Linked DNA regions of Macaca mulatta: region 1 is linked to region 2. A link is a contact called in public Hi-C data. All regions are on one chromosome and are shown on one strand. The core of a region is the stretch at or near the end of the contact, and the rest is flanking DNA. Distances in the headings are between cores, read along the strand shown. Region 1 has its middle 99 kb from the start of ABCC12. Region 2 holds the start of ITFG1 (integrin alpha FG-GAP repeat containing 1).

Region 1 (6,312 bases), core at 3,053-5,552, 570 kb after region 2:
TTCCATTATAGTATTTGAGGTGGAGAGCAGACTTGGCTGCCAGTGACTGTCTGTCTCCTTTAGCTGTCCCTTTTGGAATAACAACCCATATTTATGCAGCGAATTCAGTTTTCCTGACCGTTTTGCTGCCCCTCTAGGCATCACTGTTCTCCCTGTGCCTTGTGTAATCATTCCACTACAATTCTAAATGATTTCAGTGTTTATTTGTATGTTTTCCCCTCATTTTGTTGAGAAAGAAGAAAACAGTTTGTTGCTCCCTTGTTGCACTCCTACAAAATCTCAGCTTCAGCTTGTATTAGGCTAAGATCATCTTATTCAACTCCTTGTTGTGCTGATTTTCTAAAGGCAAAAAAAAATATTGCCTTTATCAAATCCAGCTGTTGGCCAAAGGTAAGCGAGAATGAGTTTCAACTTTCTTTTTTTAAAAAAAAAATTTATATAACTTGTGCTCAAGGTAATCCTTAATCTAACAAGCGATTGTGTCTCACACCCAATTAATTCATCCATTCATTCACTATCCATCCATTGACCCACCATCCATCCATCCATCCATCCATCCATCCATCCATCTATCCATTAATTCCACCATCCATCCATCCATTCATCATCCATCCATCCACCCATTGTTCCATCATCCATCCATCCATTCACAATAGATCCATTCACCATCCATCCATTGATTCATCCATCCATCCATCCATCCATCCATTGATCCACCATCCATCCATCTATTCATCATCCACCTATCATCCATTCATTGATCCACCATACATCCATCCATTCACTATCCATCATCCATCCACCATACATCCATTTATCCACCATCCATTCATTCACCATTCAATCATTCATCATCCATTTACCATCCATCCATCCATCCATCCATCCATCCATCCATTTCATGCATTCAGCATTTTGTTGAGTGACTAGTGTGTCCCACTCATGAACAGAATCTTTGCTTTTTTCAGCTGCAAGTAATATTTATTCAGGTAAAAATATCAGATCAAAACACCATCTCTTTGACATTTACATTCATCCCAGTGACGATATGGGATCAGCTGCATCACAAAACATAGCTACTCTGCAGAAATCAGTTTTTAAAACAACCAAAGAAGCAATTTGACTAGGCAATTATTAAGTGTATAACTGGGCTTATTAGATTTCTCTGTAGAGTATTATTCTGAAATCTTTGAAAGTAATTTTTAGTTGTGGAGGTAAAGTATGACTACGTGTCTTTTAAAAAGAAGAACAAAAGGAAGGAAAGAAGGGAGAGATAGAGGATAGAGGTGAGAACATCACAAATGTCTCTTTGCTAAGATCGCTTTTCTTCCTAGGCCTAACCATGGTTCCCTCCCTTTGCCTAAGGCCACCACTGTTATGAGGTAGGATTTACAGACTTTTTATATGCGTTTATATGCTTATTTACAGTATCACATAATTTATATTAAAATACACACAAAATAATGCCCCACATTTCTCCATGGGTAATCACATATACATGCATTCGCTGATATCTTTCTGGAAAGCAATTTCAAAAGTTTCTCATGGTTTTAGTAGAAATGGACAGGGAATGTTGGTCATTTGTTCCCTGCTTTACAGCTTAAATTTAAAATCCCTGGTTAAACATCAGTGCTTTGGTGGCAGCAATGGCTGGGCTTGGGGCAGAATGATGGCATAAATTTGTAGAAATATAATTTTTCCAGATCAATTAAAATTTAAAACCTCCTGCTTTTATAGAGGGTACTGCATTATCAATTTTCTCCAGTGTTTTTTTTCTTAGTAGGGGCTGGGAATTAGGAAAAGCAGTGTATTACCACTCTGACTTTCACAAGCCTAGCCTTTGCCCAAAACCCACTTGCTCTTCGTTCACTCTCCCTGAATTGAGAGCAGAGAAATTGCTACCTGGGGAAAAATAACTTGAACAAGCAAGAATCTTAAAGCATGGGGCTGTCACTATATCAAGCCCAAACTGGAGGTGGTCGGGGCATAAAAACAGGGCCTTAAGTCACAATGTTAGGCTTGCTGTCACTCTGACAGGAACCTTTCTGTGTGGCTGCTCTGCCACATCATTAATTCATTGCCTGTTCCCTTTAGGCTGCACTCTGGCGGTACCGATCATAATACATTCATTTGCTTTTAATACAAAGAGTTCATTCTTACCCCCTCTGCCCCAATTTTATCCCCAGCTCTGCTCCCCAGCATAGATCAGTGAACTCCAAATGTCATACTGTAACAATGATACCACCATCCATTAGCAGACGGAGGAACTCCTAAATTGGAAATCTTTAAACTTAAAAAATATGCGTCCGAGTTATAAGTCAGCAGGATTTCTAGATATATTCAAATAGTCTATGTAAACATGAATAACTATGCATGTTACCTAAGAATCCATGTTAAATTATTCATTCATATAGCAGATTTTCCAATTAACCCAGAGTTCTCTTCTATAGGATGAATGCTTTTTTTGAGAGTAATGATTATATTTTTAATAGTTTGTGTTTATTATAAAGATTTGAAGTAATGCCAAATCTATAAAGAAGAAAGTAAAAGAGTTACCCTGAATCTAGCCCCCAGAAATAGATATCATTAAAATAATGTGACTATTTTAAAAGTTGCAAGAATATCACTCTACATACCTCTTTCTCTTTTGCATATATACAGATAGGAGGGCAGACGAATCAACTAAAATACATTTCTCTGAAGTAGGTGATGCATACTATTTTTAAAAATAAATTTAATTTAATTTTACTTGAATTTAGGAAAACAAATGGTGATTAAACTGAAAATATTTATGAATTTCAGGTAAAATTTTCTAAACCACCAGAGGTATTAATTGCTGAAAGATTCCTCTTAGCTTAAAATGATAATGAGCTGGGCATGGTGGATCATGCCTATAATCCCAGCACTTTGGGAGGCTGATTTGGATTGATTACTTGAGCCCAGGAGTTTGAGACCATCCTGAGCAACATGGAGAAACTCTGTCTCTACAAAATACAATAAAATTAGCCAGACTTGGTGGTGCATGCCTGTAGTCCCAGCCAGTTGGAAGGTTGAGATGGGAGGATCCCTTGTGCCTGGGAGGTCAGGGCTGCAGTGAGCCATTATACTCCAGCCTGGGCAACACAGCAAAATCTTGTCTCAAAAAAAAAAATAAAAATAAAAATAAATAATATGATAATGACAATGAAAACTGGAAAAGGTTGAAATCATATGTTTTAGCTATGTATACAAATTTAAAATAATGTTTATACATTTCATTCTATGGAAGACATGGAAATTAGCACTACCTCTCTCTATTTTTGTTAGTTTTTTTTAAGTTTTCAAGATTTATGACATTCACAAGTTAGTCTGTGATTATAATTTCCAACTTACTTAGTCCCGGTTGATATTTGTGTGGCTCCAATGCTCAGAACCTGCCCCTTTCCTGTTTTTTCTCCACCGTTAGTTCTTTATCTGGACTTCTCTCTTAAGTGGCTGAATTTTGTTGTTGGGTGATCTTTTCAAAAGGACTCAGGAGTGTTGCTCTTCCATGGTTCTGTCCCAAGGAGAATCTCTGCTACTGTGACATTAGAAGGACATGGTATTGGAAGGCAATAGATTGGGAAGGTGTGTAACATCCAGCCCCTGTGACCAGAGAGGATAGAGGTGCTGCCAGCATCTTACTCAGCCTGCTGGATTGCAGGGGTCCAAATGTAGCTGCATTTAGGAGAAGGAGGCAGAGGAGGGGGAGAGAGAGGGAAGAGGAGGGGAAGCAGGAGGAGGGAGGGGAGAGGGAGGGAATGGAGGAAGAGTAGGGGGAAGAGAGAAAGGAGAGGAGGGACAGGGAAAGAAGGAGGAGAAGTGGAAGGAGGGAGAGGAAGGGCAGAAAGAGGAAGAAGAAGAAGAGAAGGAAAAGGAACAGGAGGAAGGGGAGGTAAAGGAGGATGAAGGGAAGGAGAGGAAAGAGGAGAGAGAGTGGGACCATGAGTTAGGGTGGGCAGTGACTCTGCAGGAGGAAAGGGTGCCCTGGACTGGTCACTTGTGGGTGCTGGAAAAAGGCTGCCCACCAGAAGGTCACCCCCACGTTCATCCCAGCTCTTGGAGCAGCTGCACGTAGAATGCAAAGGAGGAGGACAAAAGCCCCCATGAAATCCCAGAGGCCAGGAAGTGAGCTCAAACAGGCCTGCCAGGGAACTAATGAGGAAATCCTGCCACCTGAAAGCCAAACCCTCTGTGGAATAAAGCAGGGTGAAACTAACCAAATCAATCAGAGTCAAAGCAAATGCAAAGGCGGTGAGGGTGGGAGGAAATGAAAAGCTGGTGAACAGGCACAGCTGGTCCATTCAGAGCTAGTTTCATATCTCTCAATTGCAGGACGTGCTTTGCTCTTCAAGAACGTCCACACCTGTTTCCTCATTCAGCCTCTCAGCAACTCTGCAGAGTTGACAGGACCCACCCCATTTCACAGAAGAAGGCACCAGGCTGGAAGATCCAGGGCTGGTGGTACCTGCTAATCCGGGGGGTGGGGGCGGTTTCTATGCGATGCTGCCCCTATTACATTCAAAAGACAATAAAAGAAAAAAGGCAAACAGGATGAAACTAGGAGAGTTTACACACTTTCCACGGTGTGCTTCTTTTGGTTGCCTTTTGCAAGGGGGAGGCTGGGGCCAGCTAGGTAGTGGCGCCCCATCATCTTTGGTTACCTGGCATCCACCCTTTCCCTAATAGCCTGCCTCTTTCCCACTGGGGAATTACTTCCTTTCCCTCCCCACTGTGGGCAATCTTAGTGCAAAATAATTTTAGATGTTCACTTTTACTGCAGAGATGAAGGGAGCCAAACCCATCCCAGGACATTTGGGAGAGGTGTCTTCCCCACAGACTTTGAATGTTGAGGAAATGCTAAAAGCAAAACTGCAAATGGTTAGAGGTCATTCATCATAGCAATGGTGGAGGTTGTAAGGGCCATGACATCCTCTTTGTGGTAGAACAGCTCCTGCCTGTTACATCTTCGTTTATATAAAGAGGCTAAAGTTGCTTTCTGTCACACGTAGCCCAGAGCCCTAACTGATGCAAAGGGGTTTGGCAGACTCATAATCTTTCCAAAGCTCCAGCCCCATACTTAGTCATTAAGGCCCTAATGGATAGCCAAGGAATTAGGATGGGGGCAGAGAGGAATAGATCCTCCCTTCCTCGCTGGGCCGTGCAGCTACAGGTGAGCAGATCCTGAATTTGGCAGGTGCACAGCAGTCATCAGTAAATCACATGAGAAGCTCTTGGAGCCTCCAGGATGGTGGATTGGTGGCTGCTAAGATTTTAATGTACATATCCATCCAAAATTCATGTTGGAACTTAAATCCCAAAGTGATGGTGGGAGATGATTAGGCATGAGGGCTCCATCCTTGTGAATGGGATTAATGCCTTTATAAAGAGGCTTCCGAGAGCTGGCTGGTCATCCTGTCCCTTCTGCCAAGTGAGGACACAGCATTCATCCTCTCTGGAGGACACAGCAACAAGGAAGCAACTGAATCTGCTGGCACCTTGACTTCAGACTTCCTAGCTTTTGGACATGGATGAAGAAATAAACTTTTATCATTTATGAATTACTCCATCTGTGGTATTTTTCTATGGCAGCAGGAACAGACTAAGACAGGCCAAGCCTGGAGGACCCTGAGTCTAAAGGCTGCATTAAGCTGGGGTTGCCTAGGGACACAGGCTTTGTATAGGAACATTCCAGAGATGCATCTCTACCACAAAGTCATTCAAGATGTCATTTCCTCCTGCCAGCAGAGTGCCAGGCTCCCTGTAGAAAGGCTACCCCCCAATTCTCACTGCTATTGTGGCAAAGAGACGCTTGGAAGCGCCTGCCTGGGAAATGTCTGAGTTAAGTGTGAAGCTTTCACCCTTGGACTCTGTATGGGAGCAGAACATCCACTCCTGGGGCTGCCCATCAGCATGCATCTTCCACTTGATGGCAGAGCTTTGCTACCAGAGTGCGCACCAGAGCAGCCCCACAGGCAAGCCTCTGTAAGCCCCAAGGGGCTCTTTCCTGCTGCCGAGTGAAACTTTCCCTCTGCAGGTGAAGGATGGCTGCCTTCCTGATGCTACTTCTCTCCTCCTTTTACTCCTTTTATTGGAGTAGGTAGTTAGGAAGACATAAGCAGGGCAGGAGGGGGCCCCTCCACCAGGAATGTCAGGTGACCATCAGGCGATGGTCGGGTAATTATTAAACTGTCTCTCTAAAATAATCATTGGTCACAGCCAGCATCAGGGAAAGGCAGTATCTCAATAGATAGAAAACACCTGAGGCTGATGATCGGCAGCTTCCTGATCTCA
Region 2 (6,452 bases), core at 658-3,157:
TCTGCCAAAAAGACGATTAAGTCGTTTCCTAAAGGAAACAAATATATGATATTAGAAAAATGTTTCTTGGTAAGATACCCCATCAGTGGTTACAAGAAGGTTTCTGGGCACTGTTTTCAACAAGAAAACTTTTATTCTACTCCAGTTCATCTGCCCTCTCAAGGATAGTTCCACTAGGCCAATGGAGAGGCCTAACATTATATCACAAGTTCAATGTTCAAAGTAGCAGAGGAATAGAAAGGATGAACATGGGAAAAAGCAGCTGATCAAGAGAAACTGAAGCCAGTGGATTCTGCAAGGAGTCAGATTGGTTGACTTAAAAGAACCATATAAAGAAGATGCCTTATAACTATACTACATGTCAAGACTTGTCTTCCCCGAATCTAGCAATGCTGCCTCTTGTAACGCTGTTTGGTTCATTACACAGATGCATCACACCAAAGATGCAGGGACTCCCACTGTAGATATCTGACAAGGACATAATTAAGCATGTGAGCATAAAACGCTGAATCCTCCAAGACCCTTCTCCTATTGGGCCATCCTCTAGAGGCTGACACATTCTTGGAGCTCAATTAGCACTCATTGAGACAGACTTTTGGAATTGTTTAATCAAACACAGGCCATCTTTAAAGTCAATGCTACTCTCTGTATCCAGTTTGGACAGAGTGGCAACAAGTTTTTGGCAGTACATTGCAAAATGAGGAGTCAAAAAGATTGGGAAAATATTCAGGGTCCGTAAGAGGCTCCTGCATCCTGGCAAGGGCCCCAAGAAGTCTGGTTTAGGATCCTGTCAGACAAGCTCTGAGTAGCTCTTCCTTCCTTCCTTCGTGGCATTGATCTTTAAGCAGCACCTACTTCTGTAGGTACTCAAGAACGCTAAGACCCCCTAATGCCCACTGTCAGCATTAAGATTTATAAAAAAGTTAGTTTAATGATGGTCAAAGGAAATAATTTCCAAGAACAAGTTAGCAAAGAAAGTAGAGATTTGGAACACTAAAGTGATGACCAAGGTGAGGAAAGTGTACACGAAAGAACAGGCAGCTCAAGAGAGAAATTTCTGTAGTTTGAGACTGCTTTCCCAAGGAGGCATTGGTTTTATCAGTGGTCCCTGCAAAATGCTTGTGTGAGCTGTTGAGTGTTTACGCCCTTGGAAGGGTACATTTGCTTCAAAGAAAGCTGTGGCCTTGACAAAGGGGGGGCGGGGGGCGAATTAGGTAGGTGGGGAGGCAAGGAGAAGCCCCCTATGAGAAGACATTGTCAAGCTGCACCTTTTCCTGTTCATCAACGGGGAAGGAAGACTGAAGCAAAATAGAATGGAATGAGAGGGCCTTAGGAGCGAACGTTGAGGCAAGCTACAAAGATTCCTAAGAATCAGGAAGCACTTTGGAAGGCAGGTGATTCCATAGGGAGGAGGGGGAAGGGTGACTGGGAGAAGGCTGCAGACTTCTTAGGCAAAAAACTGGGGTGCTGTCAGGGGGTAGGTCAAACTGTAGGGTGGCTGGGTCAGAACTTGGGGTTGGAAAGGGTGGTGCAAAAGGGCAAACTGTCAATAATGCTAAAGGGAAGGCCACAGGGCTGGGAGAGAAAGGCCAGGAAATGCTAAAAGACCGGCCACTGGGCAATGGGTTTAGGGAACACCGGGAGGGGCACACGGACAGCGAACAGAGGGAGGGCCCGGCAAGCACTGACTTTCCCGCAGCACGAAGAGGTCCGTCTGCTTGTCGGAGTTGAGGTCCCCGAAAGCCGCAAGGGTGCCCCAGGCCTCGGCCCCAAAGAGCTCGGCCGTGACGTTGTGCAGCGCCCGCGCTGGGACCGGCCCGACTCCCAGTAGTGCAAGCCCCGTGAGGAGAGGCGACAGGAGCGTCCAGGAGCTCGGCAGCCGGCCCGCCGCCGCCATGGCAGCCCCTCGGCCCCCGCCCGCCGGCCCAGCGCCGCGCTTGACGGCAGCCGTAAAGCACCGCGTTACCGGCCGAGAGAGTGACTAGCAGCCCCGGGACGCGTAAGAGCCGCTGCCGGATCCTTTTTCTCTCTCCCACTAGGGCTGCCCTTCCGACGCTAAAAAGACAGTGGAGCTAGGGTGAAAGCCGCCCTCACGCTCACTTCCGGCAGGCGCGCCTCCCGACAGTGTCGTGCGGGGGGCGTGGCCGAGCGGGCATTGCTGACAGGCGGCCCCGGGGGCGGTGGCCAAGGCGGCGGCTGGAGCGCGATGGCGGGGGCGGCGGGGCTCACGGCCGAAGTGAGCTGGAAGGTCTTGGAGCGAAGAGCTCGGACCAAGCGCTCAGGTTTGGCTGGCTGGGGCGCCGCCCCCCTCCCCGAGTACCTGGGGTGGTGCTTCATCCTCAAGCACCTTGGTGGGAGGCAGGCGGGGGCCCTGGGAATGAACCTGTGCCCCGAGTTCTCCCTTAGAAACAGTTGGCGGCCCTGACCTTGCTTCTGATATCTTCATCCACCTCTAAAAATTAGGTGGTGGTGCCTACTCCATTGTGTGTGTGCCCCCGACTCTATTCAACTTATGATCCCCACTCGGAAAGTAGGCAGCGGTCCGGACTTCCCTTAGAGTCTTCTAACTTAAAAATCTGGCGGCGGCACATTCCTGGGAAAGGGAATGTGTCCTCCCTGTGAATGTTCTCCCCAAAAGTCAGATAGCTTAATCAGATCAAGTCAGATGTAACTACGATCGGGCTGCAGAAAGCCGGCGTCTGCTCCTTGCCTTATGTCTTATATCCCTTTTACATTCCCACAGGTTCTAAGCAGTAGACCTGTCATCTGTCTAGCAGAAATTGAAGGAGACTGGGCCTCAGATCTTGAAGTGCATAGTTAGGGCTCAGAAGGAAAAGGGGCTCCTTAAGTGGTTCCAGGTTGTGTGGTTACCAAGCCAGAAAGCGTAGAGGTCAGAAGGTGCCTTGCAGGCAGTTTTAACAGTTTCAAGTGTCCCGAACTGACTTGTTCAAACTGCAAGTCATGACTTGTGGCATTATCAGCACTTGTGGCTGATGACTCCTAAAAGCTGGGATTAAAACTTCCCGTATTCCTGGCTGGCTGGATATAATCTTGAGCAAAAAGCATGTACTTAAACAGGAAAGGTGGAAGGCAGAATACAGGTTTTCAACTAAGGAGCTTCCCTTTTAAAGAACTGCATCATTGGGGGGGCGGTAGTGTGAAAGGCCTTAGCTAGGAAAATTAACTTTGCACTTGCATTGATATTAAGAAATTATTTTCGGCCGGATGCGGTGGCTCATGCCTGTAGTCCCAGCACTTTGGGAGGCCGAGGTGGGCGGATCACCTCAGGTCAGGAGTTCGAGACCAGCCTGGCCAATCTGGTAAAACCCCATCTCTACTAAAAATACAAAGCTTAGCTGGGCGTGGTGGCGGGCACCTGTAACCCCAACTACTCGGGAGTCTGAGGCAGGAGAATTGCTTGAACCTGGGAGGCAGAGGCTGCAGTGAGTGGAGGTCACACCACTGCACTCCAGCCTGGGTGACAGAGGGAGACTCCGTTTCAAAAAAAAAAAAAAAGGAAAAAAAGAAATTATTTTCTCAGCTAATATGTCCTCCTTATGTTTTGGGCTTTTCCCATTTATGAAGTTCTTAGTTGTCTGTTGTGCACATTTTTTTTTTTTTTTTTTAATTTGGAGAAAGTAAATCTAATTTCTGAAAATCTAATTTCAGAAATCATACACCCAACATTCTGTTTTTTATACCTTACAAAAAGTTGAGCTTTATTTACTCAGAGTTATAGTAAAATTACCAACTGTGAAGTATGAGGTAATTTTTTCAAAAAGTAGTCCTTAGTACTACTAAAAATCAATAAAGTGACTTGGAATAGTTAGATGTATTTGTTTCACACTTTTTCTTAAATTGTTTTTGAGTCATATAGAAATACTGAGTTGGCTACTAACAATGTGGCTATCTGGATATAAAAGTGTTATTGGATTGGTTATATCTAAACAGAGAGTAACCGGAGTTTTCTTACAGGGACCTGAGTACTGCCCCCAACATATATTTTTGCAAGATTTCTCTTTTCCTTTCATAAGCACGTAGAGTTTATTTTCTTTGTTAGTCTTTGTTTCCTCTGAAATGCATGCCATTAACAGTAAGCTTTGAAAACCTTACTTCTCTTTTCTTAGCTGAGAAAAAAAATTTTAGTGTTAACTGTTGTTGAATGCAGTTATGTAAATCCACTTTTATATGCAAAGTGCATAGTATCAATGTTGAATGTTCCTGTATGTTTACATCCTAGTAGTAAAAAGAGATACCACTTGAATTCATTACTCCAAATTAGTAGTTAAATTTGAGGTTTCAGATTCTTATAAGTATATGAAGTACAGATGATAAAGTTAGTAACTCGAGTTAAAAACTTCCTGTGTCATTAAAAGCAATCAACTTGATTCTGTTTGTTACTTTTAGAAGAATATATAAATGGAGCTTTGTTAGAAACCGACTAACCTGCCTGGAGCATAGAGTCCTCCTCACAGAGTTCTGAGCATTGTTACATAGTAGCATAATTACTTCACTGCACAATAGAGGATACTACTTTTATGTAATATTTAATAAGCGGATATTATATAGTTCCTGTCTCTTCCATATGAGCAAGTGTAATTTATCAAACCAAAGAAAATCACATATTCAAGTCATAAAAGAGAAAATAAAATTATAATGATCCTCAGTTACTGCCTTCGTTGTGCACTGCATCATGTTAATAACTGCTCACACTGCTTTCAATTAATTTAACACTGATTGCTTCTAACCTTTACTAAACAGTTTTAAAATTGCTGTAGCTTAGCCTGTGACGCTTATGATTAGAGCCAACAATTTGAAATGGCCTGCTCACCTGATGCAGTCGTCTCTTCGTCTTCTACTTTCTTAAGGTCTGGTAAGTGTTGTAGACCCCAAAAGGGTCACTTGGTAATTTTAAATACCTTTGTTTCTGACGGTTGATTTCACTATAAGATATCATTATGTCTTTATTTCTTGTTTGGTGGGCCCAGGCCTGAGTACCAGGCTGGTGTTAGGTTTAACTTTACATTGTGTTTTGAATGTGGCCTATTGTGTTCTTCTCATGTGGGGTTTGAAAAGGACAGAAAGTGGAGTGCCTGCCCTGATACTTGCAAGCTGTTTGAGCAGAGGCAGTTCCTCAGTGTCTGGGAGCTCCCATTGTCAAATGTGCACATAGTGTATTTCTTAAATGATTTTTGTCTTCTTGCCACAAAGGAAGTAACTTTTACAAATTAGGAATCTTTGGTCAACATCCCACTTATCTATTCTTCATCAGCTTACTGTGAAGCAGGTTATTAGTATATACGTTTTCATAGACAGGAAGCGACTTAACCCAGGGAATATTTTAAGGACATGTGCTTTGGCCTTTATCCTGTGCCATCCTGGTGTAAGGGCTGGAACAGATGTTGGCACAATGGCTCTTTGACCGTTGTGTTGATGCACTCCTTTGAGAGCTGGATGAAAGCTATGGAATTGCTCTCCAGATGTGTGCACAGGATTTTGAAAACAATCTGAGTGATTCATGGACCCAGACATGATTACCTATGCATTCCCATTAGGAACTAGGTCTTTGGATGTATTCAGTCTCACTTTAGGGAAGAAGACACACATTTCGTTAGGTGGCCACATAGCTGAAATGAAAACTGAAACATTTAGAGCACTTTTCTGTAGTTATGGCTTAACTTGGGCCATTTAAAACCTATTATGTGCTAGAAAACCGGGAGAAGGCTGCTGGTAAGAGGCTACTTTTTCTATAATGCCTTTTAAGCAGAATATTTCAAGCCTCAGGACTCACGAACAGGCAAATGTGAGATGAGCACCCCCAAACACAGTGAAAACTCCTTGGCTTCACCATAGCCTTTCAGAAGTGTTTCTCCCTCTTCATTCATTTTCATTTATATTTCAAGTCCTGTTCTGGCAAGATAGAGGAGGAAAATCTTGAAGAAAGTAAATAAGAAATAGCTTAAGGAAGAATCAAACAGGAGAAAACAAAAGCTCTTTAAGGAACTAAAATGATTTCTATCTCTAGGTGTCATCTGCTAAATGAGAAAATATTATATGTAACAATGCCAATTGATTTCTGATTATTTGAACTAAAAGAACAGGAGGACATATATCTCTAGACTCTGCTTTCTTTCATTATAAGCACCGAGCTCTGTTTTCCATCTTGGCTTTTCTACTAAGAATTAAAGTGGTTTTAAGCACTAGCAGAGTCATTCAGTAGTAATGGGGAAATAGAATGTTTAAAGACAGCTTTTATGCATCAACAGTCCTGAAAATTTCTAAACCCAAGAACTGTGCTTTAACATTACATAGAGTATTTGAAGGCATATACAAGAAGCTTTTCCAGTACTGTATCATCAAATTGAAATAGAATGCACCAAGAAACAGACTAGAAAAATATCAAACTTTAGTGTTATAATCCGTTTTAAAGAATGATTCTTTATAAATTACTT

The links. Hi-C and Micro-C count contacts between places; a contact is called where the count stands out from the background.
Region 1: a contact with region 2 is called in a Hi-C map of fetal cortex germinal zone, with 2.8 times the contacts expected there. The contact joins the enhancer-like site here to the promoter of ITFG1 in region 2. A contact is called at or near these places in 2 of 14 Hi-C or Micro-C datasets (fetal cortex germinal zone and fetal cortical plate).

The regions. Positions count from the first base shown.
Region 1 is chr20:43,457,944-43,464,255 of T2T-MMU8v2.0, forward strand. No RefSeq gene overlaps it. Among named protein-coding and RNA genes, the nearest start is that of ABCC12, 99 kb to the right of the region's middle. Within about 2 kb of position 4,303, at least 7 of the 40 cell types and tissues checked have an H3K27ac peak or open chromatin away from gene starts, as enhancers often do. A contact at or near this core is called in fetal cortex germinal zone, where this site is marked.
Region 2 is chr20:42,889,198-42,895,649 of T2T-MMU8v2.0, forward strand. It overlaps ITFG1 (integrin alpha FG-GAP repeat containing 1), which reads right to left and starts at 1,908. Exons shown (of 16, transcript XM_077987196.1): 1 at 1,690-1,908; 2 at 1-28. The coding sequence starts at 1,897. It overlaps PHKB (phosphorylase kinase regulatory subunit beta), which reads left to right and starts at 2,191. Exons shown (of 32, transcript NM_001261044.1): 1 at 2,191-2,282; 2 at 4,779-4,873. The coding sequence starts at 4,819.